Regions from separate parts of the Rattus norvegicus genome. Here region 2 is linked to region 1. The links are chromatin contacts, called in public Hi-C maps. All regions are on one chromosome and are shown on one strand. Each heading gives the region's core, a stretch centred on a gene start, on an enhancer-like site or on the middle of the called end of the contact. The rest is flanking DNA. Distances are from core to core; before and after follow the strand shown. Region 1 has its middle 48 kb from the start of Ier5. Region 2 overlaps Kiaa1614 (KIAA1614 homolog).

Region 1 (6,228 bases), core at 1,339-3,838:
GGCTTGATTATACAGTGAAGACCCTGAACCAGGAACAAGCGGAAGAGGACCCCATGAGACCAGAGGAGAGAAGTGTACGGGGGAAACTCAGATACCACATCAGAGGTAGCCTGGGCGGGCCTCATGGCCAGTTAAATGCTGGCCTTTAGAAGGGCCCTTTCAGACAGAGGTAGAGCTAAAGTATAAAGACTGATATCAGTCTCTTCTTCACTTAGGAGCTACATCTTCCTATAGTGACCCTCTAGGCCAGTGTGGTGAGAACGTTGGGAAGACCTTCCCAGCATCCCTCAAATCGCATTACAGAGGCCATAGCTAAGACCTCTTCATACAGAGAGTTTCCTATGGAAAGCTCATCTTCATTCCCAAGCACCTAGTCCACACCAGGCAGAAAGGGACTTCCCTCCAAGAGATCTTGATCTCTGGTCAGTTTTAATTGTCAACTTAACACAATCCAGTATCACCAGGTAAGAGAGTCTGTGGGAGTGTCTGTAGGAAACTGTGTTGACTGTTGTAACTGTTGTGGAAGCCCCAGCCCATGGTGGGTGGCACCATTCCCTAGGTTTGGGTCCTAGATTGTATATAAGTAGAGAAAATGAACTGAGTTGTAAGCAAGCCTCATGGTGGAGGTGATGTGACCTGGTATCTTATTAAGTTCCTTGTTGCCCTGTCTTCCCTGTTATGCTGGATGTAACCTGCAATTGTGAGCTTAAAATACAACCTTTTGTCCCTAAGTTGCTTTCTGTCAGAGCACTTTGTCCCAGCAATAGAAATAAAACTAAGACAATCTCTTAGCAAGGAGCTATGAGAACACCAAATGTCACAGGTGTGACAACAGTACTCTGGAGTCTGAGTTCGCATCCAGGTCCGTCATCTGCTAACTTCACAACCTTGAGCAATTATCTGGCCGTATCACGCACTGGACAGGAGTTCAGATCAACCTTGAGTCGCCATGAGCCTTGATCTAAACTTTGGTCCCTCCTCTTGGTACCCCTGCTCCATCAACTTATTTGAAGCTTGTACATCCATCGATCATTCTCATCACCTCTGCTATTTATCTCAGTGTCCTAGTTTCACTCAGAAAAGCCTAATGTTCTTCCTGTTCATGCTCTATTAACTGCTCTGACAACTTCAGGTGATGAAGAGCCACCATTAGGCCAACAGAGACACCAGGACCCTGTTGGCGATGCACCTGCAGGGGGCAGCATCGGGCAGAGTAAGGTGATGCCAGGGCTCCCTGTACCGTCAAGGTTAGTCTGGAGCACCAGCAGCCCGCTGACAAAAAGGACCCATTTTATTCCAAGTGAATCTAACACAAGGTCTCCAGGTAGCCCAGCGGTACACAGAGAACAAAGGGTGGTTTTGTTTTGGTTTTTGTTTTGGTTTTTGTTTTGTTTTTAGGAATCTCTGGCCTAGCCAGCCCAGCTGAGTTCCCCGAAAGTAGAATGCTGTTGGCTTTCTTTACAGCAGCTGACACCTGAGAAGAGAAAAACATCCATCTCAGTCTTCCACCACATTCCCAACCACGAGGTAGCCGGGTAGTCCTTGACAGGGGAAAAGTGAAGGCTTAACGTGTCCCCACTCTGTCCAGTGGGACACAGCCCCTGATATTAAGTGATTATTTTTTTTTTAAAGGCAAAGATGTGAACCTGGAAAAGGGGACATACATCTTCACATGCTGTTTCTAAGAAGACATGATATTTCTATGTCCCAGAACACACATGGTCAGGCAAGATGATAGTCTATGATTTGTGCATCGATTTATATGGGAGAACAAAGATACAAAATGGTTAAAATCATCAAGATGGGCCGCCGGTGCAGATCTGTTAGTAAGGCGCTTTGCCTAGTATATGCCACCCAAGGGTTCTCTCCCCGGCATGTGGCACACATCCGTAAACCCCAGCACTCCTCAGGTAGAGGCAAGAGGATTAGAAAAGTCGTCCACAGGGAGCTGGAGAGATGGCTCAGTGGTTAAGAGGTTGAGAGCACTGGTTGCTTTTCCAGAGGTCCTGAGTTCACTTCCCAGCACCTACAGGGCGGCTCACAGTTCCAGGGGACCCGACACCCTCACAGACATAAACGCAGGCAAAACATGAAATAAAAATGAATGACAAAAGGGGCTGGGGATTTAGCTCAGTGGTAGAGCCCTGTGCTGGGTCCTCAGCTCCGGGAAAAAAAGTAAAATGAATGATAATTTTCTAAAAAGAGCCATCCTCAATTTCACAGCAATTTCAGGCCAATATGGAAGACATGAGACCCTCCCCCCAAAAAATTAATTAAAATATTATCAAGACTTTCGCAGAACTCCAGCACACAGGATGAAGAACGGGACGAGGATGGGAAGAGAGGGAATTTGAGGATGACAACAGCTACCAAGGTGGCATTAAGTGACCAGCGCAGATTGTGAACACAGACTACTCCCCTGAGAGCTTCAGGCCTCTGCCTGAGAGAGACATTTGTCACTCTCCTTTTGACTGTGGCTGGGGGAGGGGAGCCGCCCTGTCACGGTGACATCATCACCTTCCAAGAACCACTGATTCAGCCGCTGAGGCCCCAGGCTGGACTCACTTCCTCCAACCAGAAGGCAAGAGGGGGTTGGGGGGCAGAGGCAGGGCTGCGGGCCTGTTCTTGGCAGTCCCCACCCACACAGTCCACACAGTGTGGATCAGCTTCTCGACCACAGGCTCAGCCGTGTGGGGGCTGCCTGTGTTCATCCTCACTCACGGCCTCTCCAGCTGATCAACCAAGCATCCTGGGGAGAGGCAGACATCTTTCTTTCCTCCTTATGAACAAGGAGCTAGTTCACGGGGGGGGGGGGGGGGGGGGGGAGGGCTGGGATGGAAGAAATGGGAAGGGCTGGATCAGATGAAGGGGCCGAGGCTAGGAGAACTCATGTAGGAGGCTGAGGCTGAGACAAAGTGAAACCTTTGACTGTGACCACTTCACAGCCACAAGTAGGCCCAAATCGGATGTCACCTAGGGGTGGGCCGATCTACCCAAGACCACTCTCTTCTCCAGAGTGTGAACATCTCGGCAGCTGAACTAGACGTTCAAGGACAGAGTAAGAGGAGGCCATCTGTAGCCTTAGTGATAACTTCCTCCTGGCCTCTCCTCCAGCTGAGTTCTAAGTGCCCTTCCCCAACTCAGAGCAGTTCTCTTTTATGACCACTCAAGGTAGAACCCATCTGCCCTGCATCGGCATCTGTCTTGCTTCGTGTTAAACTCAGTGTTCTCGCACACTATCAGCTGCTCAGATGAACAAGAAAACGAGCCCGTGGGAAGTCCCATGGTTCTATAGCACGGAAAAGCTCCCCTACTTCTCATCCAGTCTGCCACGTCTCAACCTTTTATTATATTGATGTTCTAAGTGCTCTCCTAACCCTGGGCAAACATCTCCGTCCTACAAACCAGAACACGATGATCTGGGAGGTGAAGGAAGTTGTCCAGGGCACCCAGCTGGTGAGTGGTAGAGCCATGCTAAGAGCCAGCTCCAAGAAGCGAGGTCTTTCCACATGGGTGCTCTGACTCAAAGCAAGATCCTCCCCTGCCTCTGAGTCAGCAAGAATAAAATTAGAATTTCACTCGGCAGTCATCAAGTCTTAAGGTGAGGGTAAGTGGGTGGGGGACTTGAAGGTTGTCCAGATTTGTGACCAAAACAGATGTCCAAATCTCCTACACACTGTCCTGGCTTCTGCTTGAGGTACCAAATCCAGGAAGTCTCCTGGTTCAGCATGTGCTAGCTTCGAGTCTATAGACAGCTTGCCAGAACTGGAGATTAAATGTCCCTATATGGTCCGTGCATCATATCTGTTCTTGGGAGACATAAAGGACCTGTGTCGCCCCAAATGCCCTTTCTCCAGACTGCAATCTCAGGTCTCTCTATTTACTCCTTCTTGGGTGTTTTTCTCACCGCTGTGCTCTGTGTGAGGTCTGTTCTTGTCTGCTCAATCTCAAAGTGAAACTTCAGTGAGCTGCAATGAACTGATACAGCAGTACCACCTTCAGAAGTGAGCCAACCAGCTCGGAGGAGAGATCACACTCAATATGCTATGGGATTGTTTGACCTTATCGTGAACGAAAGCCCTTAAATGCCTGTCTCGTGTGCTGTCCGTGAGCCGCATCCTCTCCTGTGGCTTGTCCAGCTGGGCTTGGAACACACATGACTTGCTCCCAGCAGGCAGACAATGCCTAACAAACGTTCCTGGCCAGCTCACTGCTCCCTGTCATCAGACTCCTAGAGCTCAGCCCTGTCCTCCCTCGGGACCCAGCTCTGGATCTCCACTTGGAGAAGCTGCCAAGGGCTCCCCCTGGCCCAGTAAGCTCCTGACAGAGTCCTGACTCCTCACAGCCAGCCTCCTTATGTATTTCCAGAGACCACTTGGGAAGTTTATTCTCATGCAAGCCACAGGGAAGCAAGGGCCACTGTCACAGGCCCTTTCTCTGCTGAGGCAGAATTTGCTTGTTTGACAGCGAGCTTTAGGCTGCTATGGAAAGACACCATCGAGGGAGTCACAAAGGCCCATATGTGAAGTGGAGCTTAACCCCTACTTCCTACTTCCCCTGAAGGGCTGTTACTACCCCCTTGACATTCCTCCCCGAGGCTTTGGGTAGAGGGTGGGGCACATTGCACCTTCCTCTGCCTCCTCACGTCTGCTGAGCCTCCTGCCAGGCACTCCAGTCTTCCATTCTCAGGGCCTGAGCTCTGAATTTTATATCCTCAGCACTGCGGCTGAACACGTTGCTTTATGCTTGCATGCCCAAGCTGCACTTCTAGATAGAAACAAAGGATCTCCTTGAAATATGGGAAGCATTCTCTCTCTCTCTCTCTCTCTCTCTCTCTCTCTCTCTCTCTCTCTCTCTCCAACCAGGCTCTGAGAACATTAAGCATTCACTAGCTATCTAGCTATGGAGCAGGCAGGGTAGGAGGGGGGAATCAAGTTTGAAAGGCAAAGCTGAGTAAGACGTCTTTGTTCTAGACTGTCTGGGGCTCTCCCGAAACCACGAGCCCATCGAGTCAGTGAAGGAGGAGCAACCTGATTCCCGAGAGTGAAAGCGTATTGTTTTCATATCGCAGAAGCAATTTCCCTTCTTTCACACCGTTTCCCAAGGCAGAATCTCCGAGGGCTGGGTGCCTTTGCCTCCCGCCCGCCCATCCACTCTTCATCCTAGCCCTCACACCCTTCACACAGCTGCATTCTTTCCTCTTCCAGACCTGGACTTGCCTGCCCAGGAATGCACTTCTAAGTTAGCTGCTGAGGCTCTGCTTTACTCATTTGTCATCCCCTCTCGTGGCACCAAGGTCACACGGCTGAAGTGTGCAGGCATCTGCTCGAGTCCCTTCGCTTTCTAACCAGGCATTAATTAGCATATGTGAATGCCAATGGATTTGCAGTTCTCTCCACTCTAACTACTTTGCTCTCCATCCTCTTATCGTGGGTTCAGAAGTGGAGTGTTTGCATGTGACAGAGTCTAGCCCAGGCTAGACACTTAAGAAAGAGAGATCAAGGCTGAGATCTCTACGGTGGGCCTAAGGTTCAAACTGACGCTTGCCAGATGAAGAGAGACGGAGAGGGAAAGCATTCCAGACCCAGAGAGAGGCCAGAGCGGGAGTCCAGAGCCAGGCTTGGCCGGGGTAGGATGTCTTCAGCAGCAGGGCCCTGTGGGCGAGGACAGAGCAGGGAGGAGGAGGATGGGAGACAGCAGAACAGGAACTGACTCCCACTCTCAGGTGGGAGGCGGCAGGAACTGGGAGTGTCTCAAAGCTCAGTCTGGCTGCCATTAGAAGGTGGAACTAGGTAAGAGTAGGGAGAAAAGAAACCTGGGGGTTGGGGGGACGGTGAGGGTGGCACAGGCCTTTAATCCCAGGACTATGGAAGCGAGGCAGGTGAATCACTGAGTTGAAGGCCAGCGTGGTCTACAGAGTGAGTTTCAGAAGAGCCAAGGCTACACAAAGAAACCTTGTCTCATGAAAAACAAAACAAAGCAAAACACACAAAACAGCCACACCAAGAAATTAAAAAGGAAGAAAAAAGAAAAGAAAGAGGAAGCAACCCATCCACCTGCTGCCCCTGTCTGAATGAGCAATGGTGATGGTAGGTGTTGGGGAGGACGACAGAAGCAACGGGAGGGTGGGTATAAACTCTGAAGGGAGGAATTACGTCTGTGTATAAGGTTATCAAAGCGTCGTCATCAGACTTTACAGGAAGATGTGTGAAGGAGCAGTTACACTGT
Region 2 (6,228 bases), core at 2,028-4,527, 170 kb after region 1:
CACGGCCAGAGAAACCCCTCTCCTGCTGGTGGTGGGGTGGAAGGTTGGACTTCATTCTCCCGAAGGGCCTCAAAGCTGAAAGTGAAGAACAGCATCCCCTCCCTGTAAAGGTCAGCAGATAGGGTGGCACCACTGCCTGCCACTGCACCTCTAGCTTGAGGCACGCCTCTTGTGGCCCATCCCTGCACACACACACTTGGGTCCAGTGTGCATTTGCCTTGGGTCAACTGTAGCCTGCATGCCCCTCCTCCACCCCAGGCTGCCCTGGTCTCTCCTACGGTACCTTTCCTCCATGGGTTCTGCTCACCTGCCTCTCCCTCAGCCTCCACTGCACCGTCCTCCAGAGCAGACTGAGCTCTTCATGCAGGCCACTGTGCACAATGCTGTGATGTCCCCAGCTGGCAGGAGCAAGCCAATCTATTAACATTCTTCAGTGGCCAGCCTTGAAGGTGCTGCAGCTGACAACTAGTCTGTCACCTGCCCAGACCCGCAGGGACACCTGCCTGGTCGCACCCTAGTCTGCTGTTGTGTTTTAGGATGTGTACCAAAGCTGCAGCAGAGCTGCCTGTGGTTGGCTGGCAGGGTGAAGGTCACTCACCAGCCACAAGTTCCATGGCACACCTGTCTTGTCTCCAAGGTGAACCCAGCACCAACAGTGCCTGGCGACGGAAATCCTGCTCCCAACTCCTACCAGATCCTGTGCAACCTTAGAGGCACACCTTAGAGGTCACCCAGTGTCCCCTCCCTAGAAGCAGAAGCGTGGCTTGACTGAAAATAGTGCCTTCTGCGATCCCCTGCAAACTCCACCCATCCTTGCCCCGCAGCCCCTTAGGAGATCATGCCAAAGTTGGTACTTTCTGTTCTGTGGTCCCCAACACCAACCGCTTTCTGTGGATTTAAGGGATGTGGTTATTCAAGGGGAAATGCACATCTTTGCACAGGCTAGGTTTTGTTTGTTTTTTACGCCTGAGCATCCTTGCTCTCACTAAAAATTCCCATTCACTTCACAAAGCCACGCTTAGGAGCACCTTTTCCCTCCTCACCACCATACCTCTGGCTCTGCACCAGGCTGCACCATGTCCGACACTGCCGCACTGCCCAAATGGTGTGGTATTCTTGCCCCTCCTTGTTCTGTATGTTGATGGAGTCTTCCTCATTTCTCCCACCCCTCCAGCCTGCACCAGACCAGGCTCAGGGCAATTAACTACATTCTAGAATGTTCTGATGGTGCAGTATCTGGAGGAGGGCTAAACCACACCAGTAGCTCTCTAGGTAAAGCAGAGTACAGAGACCGGGCCAGATGCTGGAGAGAGCAAAGTGCTCCCCTAACACACGCATGCATGCCAGGAACCACAGCTTTTGCCTCAGGGGAAAGCAGAGGCCACAGGGGTGCCTCAGATCCCAGGTCAGAGACAGGAGGGACTATTACCCTGCACATTCTTTCTCACATCCCAGTTCTGTCCTTTTCCACCACTGAGGGAGGAAAAATAGAGGAAGGCTAGAGAAGACAGGTGAGCCTCACACCAGCAGACAGGGATGGGGAGCCTGATATCGGCACTTGCACCAAGCTGGGTTTCCCACCTCTCGGAGGACAAGAAGCAGGACACTCCTGGTTGGCCCTGTCTAAAGATTAGGATACATCAGGAGCCAGCAGAAACTTCTGCCACTCCAGCCTTTTCCTGTCCTCTCCCAGTCCCAGCCCTGTCACTGCATTTCTCCAGAAGACAAGTGACCTTGCGATACAGAAAGCAGAGGTGACTTTTGCTACTGATGCTTTTTCCAAGATGAAATTTCTTCAGCGGCAGCTCCAGGCTTGGGGACGCCAGCAGGGCAAGGTTTTTCAACCTTCCTAACGCTGTGACCCTTTAAGACAGTTCCTCATGTGGCGACCCCATACTATACAATTATTTCGTTGTCACTTTAGCACTGTAGTGGGCCTACTGTTAGGAACTGAATGTAAACATCTTTGGAGACAGGTTGAGACCCACTGCTGTAGTAGGTCACCAGGATTTCCCTTTGGCTGTGGCTTCTGCAGGAAAGGGATGGGGCAGATTCATCTCTGGGGTGCTCCAGTGTCCTCTATTCCCTGAGGTTTCATGCACTCGATATGCTGGACACTCTACCCACCTACTACACCCCCCCTTCTGCTTTTTCTCCAGCCTGGGGCAGCCCTAGCCATCCAGTCCTGCACTCTCGGGGCTCCGGGACACTCCCCCACTTCCCTTCCTCTCCCCAGCCTCTGGGTTTTAACTGAATTCTGGTGCAAATGTTCCAGTCTCCTCCCCAAACAGGTTAGTTTCCTCTGTCATCTCTCAGCAACACTCAGTGGCTTCCTTGTCTGATAAAAACTGCCCATGACACTCGTGTCAGCCCAATCCAGATGAAAGATGTTTTGTTTTGTTTTTTAACCATAGCTGGCACTGTGGCAAGTTCCAAAGCAGCTGTGCCCAACACCACCTAGCCCAAGGTTCTTAGCTCTGTTCTCTCCGATCTCAGCCTTGCCAGGGCTCCTGTATGACTCAAGTTCTGCAGGGCCTTCTGCAACTACCCTGGCCGTGACCCTACCCTTGCAGGCCTCCTTGCATGTCCCCTCCAAATGTCCCCTGGCTATACCTGTACCCATCTGCGCCTGCCCTGCCCCAGACCTCTTAGGGCTGGTAGAGATGAAGTGGAAACAGAATCCAGCAACTCCAGTGGAAGCAGCTTTGGCTTTTTAATAATTTAAGACTGACACCTGTCCAGGCATCTAGAGTCCTGAACCCTTGAGCAGCGTCTGAGCTGAGCAGACTGCCCTATGCCTAGGTGGGATGGCCACCCCCCACCCCCCGCTCACAGCCTCCCTACCTGCTGCCCACCCACAGCTGCCACCAGGGAGGTCTGGATAGAAACCCTGCAGCTGGGGGACAGCCAGACACCAGCTGCAGCCCTGTCTCCAAGCTGGACAAGAGAACAAAGACCAAGGCCCGCCCAGGCCAGGCCACAACTAGGCAGGGGTGGAGGCAAAGAGTGGGCTGGGCTGACCCCCCACATCCTTCGTACCATGGCCATACTTGCTGCAAATGGCAATAGTTTCATTTTTCAACTTTGTGTTGGTCGTAAAAATTCCTAGTAATTCTTAATACTCTGGCTCCCAGATTCTTTCAGAAGTTCGCATACCCAGAAGGGGCACAGAGCTCCTGACAGGCCATACTTCACAGAACACACAGTTAGGAATGTGTGCTCCTGGCTGTCAGGCTGTGCCAAGACACTGAGCCCTTTCTGGATCAGAAGCAAAGTGTCATATGGGAACCAAGCAAGCTACGGCTGAAAGAGATGGGGCGCAAAGCCAATGTGGCCACGCTGTGTCTGGTGTGCTGGGGGCTGGGGAGCCTTTTCAGCGAGTGTGGCCAAAAGCTGAAGCTGGCTCTCAAGGGCCAGCTTTCAAGGGCCAACTCAAGGATTAGTCAGTTGCTGTCCTCTCTAGCTCCAACAAAGGAACATGGCAACTTCTGTGAAGGAAGAAACCAGTATTCCCTGTCCCCAGACCTGTATAAATTAGTATCCTGAATGGGCACAGGTACCTCTTCCTACAGGTGGCCCATCAGAACAGCTTCTGCCACACCCAGACAGAGGCTGATCTGTGAACTGCATTTTACATTCATGGTATCTCTGGGTGGCACGTTTCTAGCCCCTCCTACTGTGTGTGTGGGTCAGGGGTCCTGAAGGAGCATCAGCAAGAACAGCAGTACTTCTGGGTCACTGGGGGACAGGCCGTTGTCTCAAGACACGAATCGACAAGCTCTCCACACGCACCAGCAGCTCGTTGATGTGAGCCAAGCCCAGCCCAGCAACCTTGGCCCCGTTCATCTCCAGGATCTCATCCCCTACCCCAAGGAGCCCTGAGTACAGCTTGGCCGTATCCAGGTCAGCCATGTCCTGCACATACAGCCCTGTAAAGGAAAGGGAGGCGGGATGAGAAATCATGCAGAAAACAGTGACATGCCCCTTACAACTGATATCATGTGTCCCCTGTAATCCCCTACCCCACACTTAACCTCATTTCTCTGTGGCCTCTTTCAAAACAGCAAAACCCATGCAAATGATGCTTGAAGACGTTATCCATCTTCTGTTTAGTACGAAGGAACTAATCTTACCCTTTTCTGATAGCAGCTTTTCGGATAGCAGTGTGCACTGTGCTGCTCAAGTGACCCAGGCCCAAAGGCCAAGGCAGGGGACACGTCACTGGAGTATGAAGAGACCAAATCTGGTCCAGAGTCCCTGGCCTCAGGGTCACTCAGTTCCTCACTTGGGCTTTGGTGGCATGTGGCCAAAGTCCATGGAAAATAGATGCCCACATCTACAATGTACTTGCCTGTTTCTTGCACCCTTCGCTCTACCACTCCAAGAGGCTCACCCTGGCCAGCATGATCATTTCTTGGGTTGTAAAATGATCAAACCTGTCAGGGACTCGTGGCTGGCTCCCAAGAAAGCCGTGTTGTAGGAGAGGCCATGGGGGCTTGGGCTGACAAGGCAGGTCTCCAGCCACTGCTGCCACAGCAGTGTCCACCTGAGAGCTGGGCATCTCTGGGGTTCTCCGTCAGCTGCCCTGAGCTGACAGCATATATGGGAGGTTCCTCTGGGGAAAGCTGGAGCCCACTACCATTCTCTCTGTGCGAGCACAGCCAGCCGCTAAGGACAGAGGGGGACAGCCTTTGCGAGTGGCTCTCCAGCAGCTGACAACACAGTGGGGTCTGGGGACAGGTGAGCAGTCCTGACCCCTTCACATAGTGGCTGTCCACATGATACCTTCTCCCAGGCCTTTCCCTAGTCAGGTGCTTGGCACTGGCAGGATGTCTGTTCTGGTGCGTCCATCTCTGGCTTGCAGCATCGTGGACTGTGGGAGGTGGTACCTTGCCTTATGGACCCAGAGGCTCCCCCTTCATTGTAGCCCTGGGTCCCAGAGAAGCCAGCCTCTGAATATGGAGTCTACAAGTCCTTTACTAAAGGTCTGTGGCTATTTGACCCATTTGTCTGAAGTGTGGCTGTCCCTTTTGGAGCCTTTCCATTGAGGCCCCGTCTCCAAATAACCAAGTGCTTACAGTTCTTTGGCAGAAGGCTTTCCCAGTGAGATCCCACCCTGTCCTTGGTCTCCTTTCGTGCTGCTTGAACAGCTAACCTGCTGGGTCTACAGGCTGGTGGCAGGGAGAGCAGAGCCACCCCTACCTCCCATGGGAACCCACAGGAGTGTTTGGTATGCAGCAGGAGAGGCAGGTGGGGAGGAATGACAAAACCCAAAAGAGTGTAGCCACCCAGACCAGACACTGACGTCACTGCAGCCATTTTAGGGAGACCTGGGTAGGCTTCCCAGCTGAAATCGTGACTGGGAGGCAACTCTGGCACATGGTCTGCTGGAGACAGCCTTTGTTAAGGATGTTAGACGCCTATGTGGTAGCTGGTTAGAAGCAGAAGGCAGGGCCTGCTGTTTTCGTGGGTGTGGTGTCAGATGAGATACGTGCCACATTCCTGACTCAGCTTAGCAAGGGGCCAGGGCAGCCCCAGACCACGGCTCCTCTCCTCCGAGGCACAGGGAACTGGCCTAAGCAGGTAGAGGAAGGCCTGAGGTAGAGTGCCAGCAGCCACCACACTGCCTAGCGTGAGACCCCTGTGTGACATATGGTGGCCAAATACAGCAGCAAGAGCGGCGCACCACCTAGTCAGCCTGGATGGCACTCAGTCTGGCTTCCTAAATGTCAGTTCCCTGTTTGCACTGACATCTGACTCTCCCTAGGTCCAGACTGGGGAGGCCCACACCATTCCCAACCACACATGTTTCCTCCCTCCCTCCCTCCCTCCCTCCCTCCCTCCCTCCCTCCCCCCTCTTTCTGTCTCCCTCCCAACTCTCCCAGAAAGTTCAGGTCCCACTAACTGCAATGCAGTCAAATTATAGGCTCCCCCCCCCCACCATCTCCATGGCGACCCTCATGCCATCTGCCATTTGCTCTGTCTCCTGGACTCTAGACATCAGGTCAGTGCCCTTTCCTGTCCCGTTGTGTATTCTCAGCACAGCTAGCTAGCACCTGTCTGTTCTAAAATCTCTTCCAGTAGATGAAGGTGGATCCTCTCCCACTCGGTGAGAAAACTCCAGGTCTCTTAGGACAGGACAGCCTGCAGCCTGCAGCCTCTCTGAGCTCAGCTCCCAGCCAACCTGGTTTCCCTAATGGCAAGGACCATGGCCCTTTAGGACCTTCA

What was found. A called contact is a pair of places that touch in the nucleus more often than the background predicts.
Region 2: a Hi-C map of Schwann cells shows a contact between it and region 1, with 8 times the contacts expected there. The contact joins two enhancer-like sites. A contact is called at or near these places in 9 of 12 Hi-C or Micro-C datasets (the A7r5 cell line, the Rat2 cell line, Schwann cells and 6 more) and 1 of 1 datasets of contacts at active chromatin or transcription factors (oligodendrocytes).

What each region holds. Positions count from the first base shown.
Region 1 is chr13:69,771,378-69,777,605 of GRCr8, forward strand. No RefSeq gene overlaps it. Among named protein-coding and RNA genes, the nearest start is that of Ier5, 48 kb to the right of the region's middle. Within about 2 kb of position 2,589, at least 26 of the 93 cell types and tissues checked have an H3K27ac peak or open chromatin away from gene starts, as enhancers often do. A contact at or near this core is called in Schwann cells, where this site is marked.
Region 2 is chr13:69,936,539-69,942,766 of GRCr8, forward strand. Kiaa1614 (KIAA1614 homolog) reads right to left here. Exons shown (of 10, transcript NM_001427644.1): 10 at 2,690-3,929. The coding sequence ends at 3,736. Among named protein-coding and RNA genes, the nearest start is that of Kiaa1614, 32 kb to the right of the region's middle. Within about 2 kb of position 3,278, at least 21 of the 93 cell types and tissues checked have an H3K27ac peak or open chromatin away from gene starts, as enhancers often do. A contact at or near this core is called in Schwann cells, where this site is marked.